Regions from separate parts of the Mus musculus genome. Here region 2 is linked to region 1. Evidence: chromatin contacts called from public HiChIP or PLAC-seq data. All regions are on one chromosome and are shown on one strand. Each heading gives the region's core, a stretch centred on a gene start, on an enhancer-like site or on the middle of the called end of the contact. The rest is flanking DNA. Distances are from core to core; before and after follow the strand shown.

What was found. HiChIP or PLAC-seq counts read pairs in DNA pulled down with a chosen protein or histone mark.
Region 2: a contact with region 1 is called in an H3K27ac HiChIP or PLAC-seq map of embryonic stem cells, with 3 times the contacts expected there. The contact joins two enhancer-like sites. A contact is called at or near these places in 8 of 39 promoter capture datasets (the 3T3-L1 cell line, the HPC-7 cell line, embryonic stem cells and 4 more), 3 of 484 Hi-C or Micro-C datasets (the CH12 cell line, cerebral cortex and microglia), 1 of 115 datasets of contacts at active chromatin or transcription factors (embryonic stem cells) and 1 of 9 other capture datasets (embryonic tail).

The regions. Positions count from the first base shown.
Region 1 is chr7:82,724,023-82,726,824 of GRCm38.p6, forward strand. All of the region lies in intron 15 of Efl1 (elongation factor like GTPase 1), which reads left to right. Among named protein-coding and RNA genes, the nearest start is that of 4933406J10Rik, 30 kb to the right of the region's middle. Within about 2 kb of position 1,404, at least 22 of the 459 cell types and tissues checked have an H3K27ac peak or open chromatin away from gene starts, as enhancers often do. A contact at or near this core is called in embryonic stem cells, where this site is marked.
Region 2 is chr7:83,007,122-83,009,923 of GRCm38.p6, forward strand. No RefSeq gene overlaps it. Among named protein-coding and RNA genes, the nearest start is that of Gm22934, 14 kb to the left of the region's middle. Within about 2 kb of position 1,415, at least 2 of the 459 cell types and tissues checked have an H3K27ac peak or open chromatin away from gene starts, as enhancers often do. A contact at or near this core is called in embryonic stem cells, where this site is marked.

The DNA of each region.
Region 1 (2,802 bases), core at 154-2,653:
ACCTAGAGCTAGAGCTGTATGATAGAGCCTTGTCTAGGATGCATAGGAAAGGAGAGAGTGAGAGGAGACAGGGAAAGGCAAGAAAGAAAGGCCCTCCCCTCCCCTCCCCTTCCCTCCCCTCCTCTAGAGAACCATAACTCGCACTGTGAACAGCTCCAGATATATTGCTACTGCTCAGCCTGCCCGAGTGCTTATCTTCATTTATTGTATGAAGTCTAGGTCCATATTTTTTTCTGAAAATGCACTCTAACCAATGATTGGGAAATGGGCACCACTTGTGGCATTGCTGTGAACTGTGTCCTCTAAGGAAGTAAATACCTGCTGTGAGTTCACACATACAGCAAATTCCTCAAGACACAGCCCACCAGAGTGGACATGACAGGCAGATTCCATTTGCTTCCTCATTACCCAGTCTGGGAAAAGAAACTCTCCTTATTTATTAGTTGAACAATAAAGTTCTTATTCATTCCATTCTCTAAGTTCTTTTCTCTAAATGTTGAGGTAAGAAACTGGCAGACTGTTCCTTTCTGAGAACACATGGTTTCACTATACATGGTACAGCCGGATCATGATTGACAGTAAGGAAGAACTGGAGCCTTCTGAAGAAGCCTGGTCATGAGGATTAATCCTCAGCTTTACCAGGAAAGCACGTTTAGGGGTCATCCCTCCTGCTGGGCTTTGCTTCTTTTTTTTTTTTTTCTTCCCCCTCCTCCATGGGTAAAGTGATGGTCTTGAAGCAGATTAGCACTGGTAAGTCACTGAGGGTGAGCTTGTGCGACAGTCTGGTTTGGTCAGCCATCACTATGGTTCTGTGGCTTCCTGTAGGTACCTGAGTACTGTATGCTGATCCTCTGTGTCTTACTACACAGTAGTCTTTCTGAGATGAGAAAGACACTTAGGACTTTTATACTCTTCAGAGGTGAGAAAAAATACTTCAATAAAAAATAATTATGAACCAGTAACTTGTAATGTAGTGTAACGGAGTGAATACTTTCTTTCCACGCTGTTTTAGTATGCTGCCTGCCTTTCCCACCTCTGAAGAGTACCAGAGGCCCACAGAAGGTACCTGGCTGTGGTGTGGACAGGAGCATGGCCAGCCCTGCCAGTGAGCCCTTCACTGATGTTTTGTGTTGCTCGGGTGTTTTGCTCCAGGGCTTACTAGATAACCTGGCAGGTTCAGCTGGGCAGGCTTCCCAGCACTTTGCACTTTTTAGGGAATCCTATGCCTGGTTTTGTTTCATAACTCCCCAAGAAATGTAACAGCTGCCAGCTGACCCTGTTCACAAACTGAGAATACTAGAGCCTATTGTAAACCCAGAAACGGTCCTCTTAAAGGGCTTGACATTCAGCTCTGCAGAGCCGCAGAGCCTCAGGACACCTTCCCCACACACCCTAGAGCCTTTGTCCTTCAGATGGAGGGAGGGTATCACCAACCTTGTACTCAGCCCGCCTCTGCTACTGTGTGGAGCAGGGACAAAGGAGCTGGTGACTCTTAGTAACAAAGTGGTGTCATGACACCACCTGCTAAGAAGACAAGAATTTCCCCAGAAGTAAGACTAACTTTCCAAAAAGGCCAATGAAAGCTGCCTGCCAAGTCTGTTTTTATCCCTTGTACATGAGTAGAAACGTATCCTTGTCCCCACATTTGAGATTCATACTTCTAGATACTTAATGTATATCTAAACAAGTGCTGTCATGAAATTCTCTGGACAAGGCCTCAGTTGGTTTTGCTGTTTCCCTTCCCATGTAACCTTAGAACTAAGTGGCTGTCTGTCCCACTAGCCGGTCCTTTCACCGGTGCCCCGTTTTCTCTGTACCAGGTACCTGCTAAAAATGCCAAGATTCAAAGCACTCAGCCTTTGGCCTCGACGGCCGACCAGGGTTTTCTTCCCTGCAGTTAGCCGTCTGCTGTTGCTTCCACTGGCCAGCTGCTCAGTGATTAACCCTGACTTCATGCCACATTTGCTTCCCTGTCCTTCATACCTATGAAATACGATTTACAAGCAGCCTGCCATCCCTTTCTGCCAAAGCTGTCCTTTCTAATAGAGTAATAACTCAGATTGGGGTGACCGCCCTGGGAACCTCACATTGCTTCAAAAAAGAAAACCTAAGACTGACTTAGCAGCTGCCTCAGACTGCGAGCTCACAGCTAACCTGCTGCCAACCACAAACTGAAGAGGCATTTACACAAACGGCTACCTAGAGATGTACCTGTGATGTAACCGACTTTCTTTTTAACTTAAACATTCTTGGTTCAGTTTATACGAGGCAGGGAGGGAGTTGGACTTGGGGTGGGGCATAAAAACTAAGGTGTTGTGGAATTAGCTTTTAAGTGCTTAGAAGCTAGCTCAATCTAGACGTGCTAGTGGTGCCTTGAGGAGTGCTAGTGGAGGATTCAGATGAAAGTGGGAAGAACCTGGGTAGAGCCTTTGGTAGTTTGTTTGCTTTCCAGCAAACTATGGAGCAGAAGAGCTGTGTAACACCTAAGGAATTCGTATGTGGGCCTGTGGATTACAATTCCTGCCCTTCATCAAGGCTGTGAGCTGCTAGGACCGTCTTAGAACACCTTGAGAGATGCTATATTGCATTGAATAGATTGCTGGGTACCTTCTACTTCTAAGCTTGGCATTCTCTTGATGAATTGTGCTTTTTTCCATTGCCGTGATGCTAGAAGTCTGCTGTGCATTAGGTAACTGTTTTTTGTTTTTTGGGGTTTTTTTCCTTCTTGTGTCCAAGTATAATCGCAATGAAGTTGTTTTCAGTGGTCTCTAAGGCTTTTTAGAAATTGTTTTCCTAGACTTT
Region 2 (2,802 bases), core at 165-2,664, 280 kb after region 1:
CTAGGATTTTAATTGAGAATGCCCACTTCCAGGAACCAGCACTCCTAGCTCTGAATCAACATTACTGTGATGAATGGACTTTGGTGGGATGGGAGAAATGCTTCAGTTGTTTATATAGTGAGTGAATCTCCTCTGAGTTAACACTACACAGAGAAAATAATGGGAAAATGGCATATTGAGACCTATAGAATCAGGATGTCATGGGCCTTGTGAGCTGAGTCTAATATATGCAAATCCTTTTTTTAAAACTTAAAACATTGTAGTGATACGTATAATATAAAATGTGCCATATTATCTATTTTAGTGCAGTCTAGTCTAAGTACATCTACCTTACCATGATCTATGTTCTGAATTCTTCATTTTGCATAACCGAGACAGGAGACTTGTTTAATAGCAGCTCCTGGAATCCCCACCTGATGGCCCTGAAGACAAGTGTCTATGTTCTGTCTTTATAAATTGGTCCTAGGTAGCTCATCTTACTGGGATCGTGGAGCCCTCCAGGCTCACTCATGTTGTGTTAAACATATTGCATTTGCTTACCTGCTTATTGGTTAGTGGGTATTCAGGCGGCTTCCTTGGTTTGTCTACTGTGAATAATTTGCTGCCAACACAGATGCAGAGATATATTTTCAGACTACTTTCAATTACGCCCAGTATATGCCCAGAAGTGGAATGGATGAATCATATGGCAATTTAGGTTAAAAACGTTAAAGAGGTTTAGTTTCTCTTGGGGTTTCTTCTGTGATTGATCATCTGTTCAGTTGTATATTATATTCCACAAATTGGTGAATCTTCCATTTTTTGTTTTACTGATCTCTCTAACCTTACTTTCTTGTGGTCTTAAAAGGTATTTTGTTTACCAACTATCGTGTGTGTGTGTGTGTGTGTGTGTGTGTGTGTGTGTATAGTATATAGTATAAATGTGTATCATACATGCATATGGTGTGTTGCAGTAAATCTCCCAAATATGCCCCGGCAATGAAAACTCAACTCAGTTTGTATGAATACAAGCTGTGTGCCTAGATTGGGCAGATCTACTGCTACACAACCATCTTCCACATCTATGAGACCCCTTAGAACTTGCAGTTTCCCCAGGCCATGTGCTTCTGCTCCACTTTTCTTCTTCTTCCTCCTCCTCTGCGTCCTCTCCCTCTTCCATTTTCCCCTCCCTCTCCCTCTCTCCCTCTCTCCCTCCCTCTCTCTCTCTCTCTCTCTCTCTCTCTCTCTCATCTTCTGCTCCACCTTCCCTTTTATCTGCCCGATCATCAACTCTCCTTTATTTTACAAATTAAGGTGGGAAGCAGGTTTACAGGAAATCACCTGAGTGCTGACTCATTTTTTGTTCGCAGCCACTCAAAAGAGAACAGAATTAACATCAAATATAATTAGCCCCAGGGCTATCCACAACAATGGTGTGTGGGTATACTCACCTGTGTGCACACATAGAGGCCAGATCAAGACTTTGAATGTCTTTCTGTACAGCTCTCTGCCATCTTGTCTTAAGAAAAGGTATCTTATGAAATGGAAAGTCTGATGTTTTGTCTAGAATGTCTAGTGAACTCTTCGTGTATCTGCCTGTCTCTACTTTCCAATTCTAGAGTTACCGGCACGTGTAGCCATAGCTAACTCTTTATGTGGGTTCTGGGGATGCAAACTGAGGTTCCCATGTTTGCAGAGCAAGTACAATCACCTACTGAGCCATCTTTCCACACCTAATATCTGTCTTTTGAACATTCTGTTGAGGCTTCTGGTTGTAGCCTACCATATTGTTTATCAGAGTTGAGTATCCCATGTGTATGCAGGAAAATATATATTCTGCTGTTGTGTGCAGCATGCTATATAAATCTACTAAATCTCATTGGTTTATTGGGCTGGCCAAGTCTCCCATGTCCATACACATCTTCTGAGCAGTTTTTAATAGCAAATTTGACAACGTTCTGGAATCTCTATAAGTTATCTCCTTCATTTTGGTGGTTGACTTTTAGGTCTTGGCATATTGAAGCTTTACTGGTGCACAGGGTCCTTCATTGCCTCTTACTATCTTTGTGTAACTCAGTCTATTTTCTCTGACATTAGCACATCTACCACTGGTCCTTTTTGCTACTGTCACCATGGCTTTACTATCAATCTTTGTATCTTTTGATCGAAAGTGAGTGCTATGTAGATTAAATGAAATTGGGTCATGTTCTTAAAAATCTGTTCTTCAATTTTAGTCCTTAAGAATTTTAGTCCAGATTGGTGGAAAAATGTAAGTGAAACTTAGCACAGATATTTGTGGTTTTCGAGTGTAAAAGCATTATATAACATTCTGGTATGAGGTGGGGTAGGGCAAGGTATTATAGTTCAGCTACTCACTATGTTCTGTGACCTTGATCGATTAGTAGCATCTTGATTACAATAATTATTGTCAGCTGCATTAATTTGGTGTTGAGTTGTGGTGGATCTCAGCGAACCTCATAACCCAAAGGCTTTACCCCATTACTTACATTCACAGAATTTTTCTCCAGTGTGTATACTTTCATGATAATGCAGACTACAGGAACACACAAAGCCTTCACCATATTAAATACGTTTATAGTTTTTCTCCACTATGAATTCTTTCATGATGATAGAGATTATAGAAATGTAAAAGGCTTTACCATATTAAATACAGTCAGAGGGTTTCTCCACATTATGAATTATTTCATGCCTTTAAAAATGACTCTGACATGGTAATGTTGCTTACAATCATACAGTTTCTCTCCATTACAAATTCTTTTATGCCTTTGAAGATGACAGTGATATGCAAAGGCTTTATCACAT